Regions from separate parts of the Mus musculus genome. Here region 1 is linked to region 2. A link is a contact called in public HiChIP or PLAC-seq data. All regions are on one chromosome and are shown on one strand. The core of a region is the stretch at or near the end of the contact, and the rest is flanking DNA. Distances in the headings are between cores, read along the strand shown.

Region 1 (4,382 bases), core at 1,200-3,699, 38 kb before region 2:
GAGTTCAGTTCCCAGCAACCACCCGGCGGCTCACAACCATCTGTAATGGGATCCCATGCTCTCTTCTGTGTGTCTAAAGACAGCAACAGTATAATCACATAAATAAATAAATAAATAAATCTAAAACAGCTAATTGGGCTTTTGAATATGTCTGTGTACAGTGGGTGTGCCTGGTCCTTACAGAGGCCAGAGAGTCTGTTGGCTTCCCCTGGAACTGGAATTACAGATGGTCTTGAGCCACCATTTGGGTGCTGGGACTTGAACCTGGGTCCATCTGGAAGATTATCCAGTGCTCTGGACCACTAAACTATCTCTCCTGCCCTTACTTTGTAATTTGTTTTTGAGATAGAGTCTCATGAATTCAATGCTCCAAGCTGGGCTTGGAACCCTGATATTGGTGTGAGGGTGACCTTGAACTCCTGATCATCCAGCCTGCACTTCTAGGCAAGTGCGCTACCGTACTGAACCACATTTAAAGCCCTTACTTCTTGTGTGCCTGGGACATTATTAGGCTGGATACACTGCAGAGTATCTTTGAGCCAATTCTGGATTTCAGGCTCTTCAGCAGTTATTTAAACTTGCCTTGCTATCAGCTGTCCTTAGATCTCCAAGACTCCTTACCCCCAAGAGCCCAGTAGCAAACAAGGTGTGGTGTGTTATGAGGGAAGTAACTCTTGAGGTACCAGTGTGTGAGGATAGTGTAGGTCCAGCTTAGCTGATGTTTCTTGCTGCCAGTCTGTCTACAGCCTGTGAGGGAGCACCCATTAGAAATTTGTGGCCGGGGGATTTGGGCAGGGCAGGTTATTTCTCGGGTCTAGGTCTACTCTTGGGTCATGTGGAATCGACACTGGACTCCCGCCACCACTTTGGGATGAAGCTCCAGGGTCACTGTGGGGAGTGTCTGTCCTTTCCTGTGGCTCAGGAGGACAGGGCTGCACAGTTTATAGCAGGAAACTGAGAAAGAAGCCAGCCAGCCAGTCTTCTTTAGTGCAATACTTTCCTCTGGCCTCAGTGGCTTTGCCTTATAGAGACTTGGGTGGAGAAGCTGCCAAGGCTTCCATGTGACCCTGGTCTTTGTCTGAAAGCATAGCATACCCGATGGCGGCTGCCCCCCCCCCCCCCCCCCCCCCCCCGCCACCAGTGACTGAGGTTGGCAAAAGCCGGGGAGTCAGAAGACACCCCAACTCTTTCTCCATAAGAGAGAAATCTGAACCTATGCAAATGAGGGAGTGTCCCTAGATGACTCCAGGGGACCAGTAGGCAGGCTGGAGAGAGAGGCTAGCCTTGTCTCTTCCCTCCCGTAGGACTATCTAGCCGGCCTTCTGCAGGTCTGGTTTTGAGCCCTCACATTGCCAGCCGGGCAGCCGAAGAGTGGGTGCAACGCCATGGGTGTGTGCCCCTGACCTCTGACTCCAGTTCCAAAGGGCACCCGCCCCCTCGTACACTTCCTTTTTTTTTTTTTTTTTCCCACTCTTGGACTCGGTTCCCCCTCCACTATCTGCCCCACACCCGGACTCAAAAGCTCAGGGGTGGGGAGAGGGAACCGGCGGCATGGGTGCAGGAACCCCAGTACCCCTGAGGAAGAGGCCCTTGCCCTGGCAACCGCACTCCCGCCGCAGCCATACCGCCCCCCCTCCCTAGGGGTTCTCTTGTTGGCAGAACCGAATCTGCTGAGACTTCACTCCAAAAAAGGAAAGTTAAATTAAAAAAAAAAATCAAACTCTCCAACGCGTCTAGGGAAAGCAGAAGAGGAGGGAGGCGGCGGCTGCAGGGCTGGGTTCCCTTGCTTGGCTGCTGTTAAAGATCTAAGGCAGAGAGGGCCCACTATGGGGCATGTGAATGAGCTCTACTGCTAGTGGGCAAGCTCCTACTGGGGTTGAGTGGTCCTGATTGGGTGTCCAAGACTGGACCATGGGCTCAGAACGTAGCCTAGGCACGTGTCCTGGAAAATTCCCTATGGCTGTTCATTTTAGATATCAGGGGGCCCGGGTGACAGGGCTGCGTAGCGCGACTCGCGTGGGCCTCTCCAGGATCTCATATTGCAGTCCCTGAACCAGCTCGTCATTGGTTGTGGTCCGCAGAGCCTTTCCCCAATCTCCCAGGCGAGGCCCAGCGCGTCGCTGAGCATCTGCGTGCGACTCTGAGGGCTCCGTGGGTGGCCCTCCCGGGGCGTCGTCTCCGCATCCCCTGGACACTCCTGAGTTATAATTTAATAGCTGAAACGCGATTCCCGTGAAGTCTCTGGGGTTCGCGGAGGAGGAGGGGGCGAGGAGGTATTTGCTCCGCCTTCTTCGGGCAAAAAAAAAAAAAAAAAAAAAAAAAAAAACGCAGCTCGGGGTGCGCGCACGGCGGCGGGGTGCGTAGGCCTGGAAGGCGTGCATGCGGGCCCTTTAAGGCGGCAGGGGCGGGCTTCCACAAGGCCCCGCCCCTCGCCCCGCCCCTCGCCGCCAGGAGCGGAGCCGCGGGCAGCGCAGGCCGGGCCGCATCCCCGTCCCCGCGCCAGCCGCCCGCGCCCGCCATGCGCGCCCCGCAGCGGCCCGCGCGTCCGGGCCCCGCGTCGTAGCGCGGCGGGCGGAGACCGCAGGCTCTCAGCCCGGACCCGCCGCATCCTCGAGCCCGATCGGCGCCGTAGCCCGGCGCCAGCGCCCGGTGCCGCCGCCGGCGAGGTGAGTCGGGCCGAGTGCGCGGAGGGCGGCGGGGAGCGGGTGGCTTCCGGGCCGGGGCGGCGCACGCGGCGGAGTTGGCGCCCCCGAGGGGACGGGCGGCGCGGCAGGGAGCGCGCGGGGGCGCGGGAACTTCGGGAACTCTCGGGACCTTGCAGGGCGGTGCAGGCCGCGACCCTGGCACCCGGGACCCTGAAGGATGGAACAGGCCAAGACTTAGGGACCTGCGGGGTGGAGCAGGCCGAGAATCGGGGACCTTGCGGGATGGAACAGGCCGAGAACCGGGGACCCTCCAGGCCAGGAACCGGGTACCTCCTGGGTGGCGCAGCCTGAAGACCTGGGGACCATGTAGGGTGGCACAACCTGAGGACTGGTAGCCCTGCAGGGAATCACAGGCCGGGACCAGGGATCCTCTGGGATAAAGTAGCCCCGGACCTGGAGACTCTTTAGGGTGGTAGAAGCCAGGACCCGGGGACCTTCTGAGATGGCACGAGCTAAGACCCGGGAACCCTGCAGGGAGATTCAGGTCAGGACCCGAGAGCTCTGCTTGCAGTTTAGGCCAGGACCCGGCTACCCTGTGGTATGTTTTGAAGGCCAGGCCCCGGGGATCTTGCAGCAGGGTGGCGCAGCCTGAGGATTGACTGATGTACTCTTGTTTTGGAGAGGGCCAGGACTCATGGACCCTCTGTTGTGGCGCAGCCTGAGAACCGGGATTCTCAGGGGTGGGTGGCGCAGCTCTAGGACTTGGGACCCCCTCCCGGCCGCTTCCCCCGGCGACTCTGGGGTGGCACAGGCCAGGATCTGAGACCCTCGGGGGTGGCGCATTCTGGGGACCCAAGGACCCCGTGGGCGGCCGCGCCCCCCCTCCGGTGACGCGGCGCCGCCTCCTGTACCCTCCCCCTGGCCGTGCGGATACTTCGGATGCCACTAGTTTGGGAAGTTGCAGATCCGAGCCTAGCGGGGCAGCCGGGAGCCCCAGCACCCCCAGACGCGCGTGGGAAGCGGCCTCCCCTCCCGACCTTGAGGGAGGAGAGCCGGGCGGGCGTCCAGACAGGCGGTCCCTCGGGCCTCTAGAGCTGGAGGCGCCCAGCAGCGGCGGCTGAATAATCTTTACATTGTAGCTTTATTCGCACAGCTAGGTCCATCCGGCGGCGTGCGCGCGCGCCCTCCCCGAGAGTCTGGTGCAGGCAGCGGGGGCGGATCCGTTCGTTCTCAGCCTCCTCCCTTCCTCTCCTTCTCCTCCCCCCTGTTGGTGAGAACTGGTTTTATTACGATTACGGCTTTTTTTCCTCCCTCTTTGCAGATTTTGTGGAGGGATGTGTGAGAGGGGAGGTAGGAGTGGAAGGCATAGGATCCCTGGGGGGGCCCTGTGGGCAGTGTTAGGGTGGCCTTGGCTTTGCCCTTTTGATTCCAGCGCTGGTCCCTGCGGCTGCTTTGATGAAAGGGGCTCTGAGGCCAGGCGCGTGTAGGGGGTGCATCTCAGGCCACTGCTGGGGACTTCGTGGGTGGCCTCTTTTTCTTTTTTAATTGTAGAGGAGGGGGCAGAATAGTCAAGGAGGCGAGGTGGCTAGAGGCCTAAGCGTTCTGGTTGGTTCTGTAGCTCAGCTCCTGGGTTCGAATCTTGGGTGGCTGACTGATGGGGAGTTGGGGTGGGGGGGCAGATGACTTCACCTGCCTGTGGTTATGGGCTTCTTTTCTGCAGAGTGAGGGTGAAAACAG
Region 2 (4,081 bases), core at 1,575-4,074:
AGGTGGAAGAAGGAGCGTGGGCAGTTCCTTGCTCTCTCCTGTGTTTAGCTCCCTTCCCTGCTGCCTGGCCAGGAGCCTTGCTTGGGGAGTATGTATGTTAGGTTGGCCGTAGTTTCTGAGGCTCCAGATCTCCTCTCTGTTGCTCTTGGCTGGCTGTGTCACCAGCCACAGGCAGTTTGCCTGCATCCAGTCTCCTCTTTGGTTCCTATTGACTTGACTCTCAGCCTGTAACCTCGACTTGACCACCATCACCATCGTTTCCCGCCACGTGGAGCTGCATGGAGTAGCCAGCTTGCTTGGGAATGGTGTCTGTCTGTGTGTGTGTGTTGCTGGCCCAGGATGATGGTGCTATGTGAAATGCTCTGTGTGTAGTTGCTTCTGGCTTTTGGTGATATCTGATCATTAAGTCACTTACTGAACACTAAGTTGCCTGGTATCTCATGAGAAGACAGAGCTGTGGGCATGACTGCAAAAAGGGATATGACCGGGTGATCAGCCTGCCCCTCACTGTGATCCGACCCAGTGCGCTTTGAAACTGTACTTGTGGGTTAACCTTTGGGAAAGGCATGGTTCTCCTGCAGCCTCAGCTGGAACAAATGCAGGGCAGAAAATGGGGGAACACCCCTGACCACAGCTTCCTGGTGGCATTGGGATGGTGTGGATATGGCTTTATTCTGGGTTTCCGTCTCCCGGTGTCACAGTGAGAGCCAGGGATAGGGGGACTATCCCAGTGGTTACATCTTGGCTGAAAAGATGGGCTTTAATTGCCCCGTTGTTTAATGCCTCAGTTTCCCCTACTTGTAAAAGATGGCTGCAGGGTGGGCGCCCCAACTTTGCCAGTGGGGTTGGGGCGACCGAAGCCTCTGGAAGCCCTTCTTGGGTTATGGACATCACAGAGCAGTCAGGAGGGATGTCCAGGTCTTTTGGACTGCAAGAGCTTAGCTGTCTCCTTGGTGGTCTCCCTGTGGCTGTTGGTCTTTCCATAACCCTCAGTGGCCACAGGCTTTTGCTCTGTGTTAATCTGCCTTAGTCTTGAGCTGACAGGTGGCGGCGGCAGTGACTTCGTTTTTTGTCATCGTCGTCGTCGTTGTTGTAGTATGCAAGTTATTGATTTTACAATATTCTTTTTTTAAATCTTTTTCTTTATTTTCATTTCACGTGCATTGGTATTTTGCCTCCATGCGTGTCTTTATGCCTGTGTGAGGGTGTCAGATACTCTGGAACTGGACTTACAGTTGTGAGCCGCCGTGTGAGTGCTGGGAGTTGAACCCAGGTCCCGTGCAAGCACAGCCAGTTTTCTCAACTGCTGAGATGATTCTCTATCCTTGACTGGTGGCTTCTTGCTGGTTGTGGCACTGTGGGTACCGCCACGACCCTGGTTCAAATCCCAGGGCAGTTTTTTTCTAGGACTGCTTCCTTTGGGTCACATAACTTCCTCCTGGGCTCACAGTGGAAAGTGGGGTGTCACTTTCTGTCGTGCTCTAGGGATGGCTTTACCCCGGGCACCCTGCTTGGCATGGTCGTGGTTGAGCTGTCAGACATAACATTGCTGGTCATCTTCAGCCTGATGACGGGATTGTGGCTGTGATTGAAGCCCCTGTTGGAGGCCTGTCTCCTTTTCCTCTCCTCCTCTTGGCCCCTCCCTGGCCTCATCTTTCCATCTTCCAGACCTTCCTTATTTCCATTCTGGCCCCACATTTGGCTGTGTGTATGGCCTGGGCTTCCTGCTTAGGGGGCGGGGTGCAAAGCTTGCATCATGTTGACCTGACTTCTGGGTACTGAAGTGGAAGCCATTTGAGACCCTAACAGAGTGGTTCTCAACATGTGGGTACAAACCTTTCCACAGGGGTCGCCCAAGACCGTGGGAAAACACAGATATTTATGTTATGATGTGTAACAGCAGCAAAATTACAGTTATGAAGTAGCAACAAAAATAATTTTATGGTTGGGGGTTCACCATAACATGAGGGACTGTATTAAGAGACTGCAGCATCAGGGAGACCACTGCCCCAACACCTCAGGGCTGTGGCCCAAAGCCCCACAGCTGCAGAGCCAGCCTGCTTTGAGAAAGATGCACAGCCCACACCCAGAGGAGGTTGGGCTGGATGTGAGTCACCCAGCAAGTCACAGCCAGTGCTGACGCCTGCCCAAGCATCTGGCCATCTCTTCTGGCCTCTGTGTGCGTTCAGCTCTGCCTTTTTGTGGGCCTGTCACCAAGATGACCTGAGCCCTGAGCCCCAGGCCCGGTTTCCTTTAGTTAGGATCGGAAGGTCGGGACGGACGGGAGCATTTTCCTCTGGCCATCTGGCCCTGCAGGACTGGAGGACGCCAGGGCTGGCTGGCTGGGAGGAAATGGTTAAAGGAGGGGCCGTGGCTGGCCCAGGTCCCTCTGCCAGCAGCAAGGAGGGAGAGGGCTTCTCAAAAGCTATAAAAAGGCCTCGCAGTGTTGAGCCCCAGTGGCTGGAAGCCCGCCAGGGTTACCATGGCGATGAGGAATTAGTCCCGACTGCCAAGGCTGCTAGCAGCTCGGTACTTTTGGCTCTGGAACAAGAGTGGACTTATGTAATTCCGTGTTTATAGGCCTGGGTGGCGGACGCAGAGCTGGGCCTGAGTCTTGGTGGTGGCCCACAGTGGGTCACACCACCCCGCAGGGTATCCCTGACACGCCTCTGGTGCCCTGATTTTGGGGGACATTAGGACAGAAGCCTGCGGCCTAGCAGGCTGCTGGTCCCCACCAGGGCCTCCCCAGTCGGGGTGGGAGCCCAAGTCTCGCGGGAAGGGGTGCGGCTGCTGTGTGGGGCCGCCCCTTGCCCGCTTGGTCTGGAGGGAGGATGGCCCTGTCGCTGGCCAAGGGCTGGCCCCTAGACGCCTGTGGGTCGGGCCTCGGATACAGGGCATGCTGACCAGGGCTGGCTCACTGCCGGCCCTCGCTTGCCGCGTGGGGCAGTTCCTGCAAGTTGTGTGGAGCCCACTCAGGCTGTTGCTGGCCATGCACTGGTAAGAGAAGTTGCCTGGCTGGGGGTGCCCACATCCCCAGACCCTAGGGATGGTGCCACAGACCAGAGGGCTATGATTTGCAGGATGTGGGCAAAGGACACTGCCTGAGGACCCCTGGAATTGCCCCAGCCCCGTCTGAGGTATGGTGGCCCTGGTTCCTGCCGGCCCCCGTCAGCCAGCTGGGGTGGCTGGAGAGGCCCGAGACAGGATGTGTCTCAGGGTCCTGTGCATGGGACAGTAGGTTATCTTATCGGGAAAAGTTGTTGATATCCGGAAGACGTGAGGCACTGGGTGCTGGCTGGTGGCCCTGGGAGGGGATGTATGGTACAGACATTGTGCTTGCCTTGAGCATGCCTACCCAGTGCTTGGTGGGATAGTAGGACAGTGTAGGTCGGGCCGTGGGGTGACGGGATCAGAGCGTGGGGACTTGGGAGCTTGGGCTGGGGGGGAGCCAGGTGCAGGCATTGTGGGCCCAGCCTGCCTCCCCCGCTGAAGTGGAGCTTGGCTCAGCGCCCTGTCTGGTTTGAAATGAGGGCCACCGGCCCAGGCTTGCCCAGGGCCTTGGCAGCGCGCGAGGGGTAAACATTGGAAAGTTGGAAAGGCTTCGGAAGCTCACAGCAGCCGCCTGCGGCAGCAAGCCCAGGGCAGAGGATGGGCTTCTCCAGGCCTGGGGGTGGGGGGTTGCAGCTGGGATGTAGCTTCCAAGGATCCCCAAGCTCAGGCTATTGTGGGGGCTCCAGAAGGCACAGCTCATTTGCCTCAGACCCTAGTTGTACATCCAGTCCCGTTTCCAATTCTGTAGCTTTCAGTGTGCCCCTTAACTCTTACTCTTATTTCCCTAAGTGTAGAAAGGAGTGACGGATCCCCATGGGAGTAGAGGTAATAGGAGGAGGAATAGCGGAAGAGTAGGCTCTGGGGCAGGACTCAAGTTAAATGACTCTGGCAAGCCACTTCCTGTTTTGGAGTCTCAGTCTTCCCATCTGGCAAGTGGGCATGTAGCAAGTCATGTTGTCTAAAGGACCCGATGACACAGTTCTCTGGCACAGGGTGGGTTTGTGGTACTGACTAGGGTTGTGGTTTCTGG

Evidence for each region. HiChIP or PLAC-seq counts read pairs in DNA pulled down with a chosen protein or histone mark.
Region 1: an H3K27ac HiChIP or PLAC-seq map of embryonic fibroblasts shows a contact between it and region 2, with 27 read pairs. The contact joins the promoter of Ncor2 here to the enhancer-like site in region 2. A contact is called at or near these places in 4 of 39 promoter capture datasets (the 3T3-L1 cell line, hippocampal neurons, liver and 1 more), 1 of 15 datasets of contacts at CTCF or cohesin (the NIH/3T3 cell line), 70 of 484 Hi-C or Micro-C datasets (the AML12 cell line, the C2C12 cell line, CD4 T cells and 38 more), 40 of 115 datasets of contacts at active chromatin or transcription factors (CD8 T cells, the HPC-7 cell line, the NIH/3T3 cell line and 30 more) and 3 of 9 other capture datasets (adipose tissue, liver and pancreatic islet).

Annotation. Positions count from the first base shown.
Region 1 is chr5:125,177,281-125,181,662 of GRCm38.p6, reverse strand. It overlaps Ncor2 (nuclear receptor co-repressor 2), which reads left to right and starts at 2,449. Exons shown (of 47, transcript NM_011424.3): 1 at 2,449-2,666.
Region 2 is chr5:125,139,749-125,143,829 of GRCm38.p6, reverse strand. The region is part of intron 1 of Ncor2 (nuclear receptor co-repressor 2); the gene reads left to right. Among named protein-coding and RNA genes, the nearest start is that of Ncor2, 37 kb to the left of the region's middle. Within about 2 kb of position 2,824, at least 324 of the 459 cell types and tissues checked have an H3K27ac peak or open chromatin away from gene starts, as enhancers often do. A contact at or near this core is called in the AML12 cell line, the C2C12 cell line, CD8 T cells and 48 more, where this site is marked.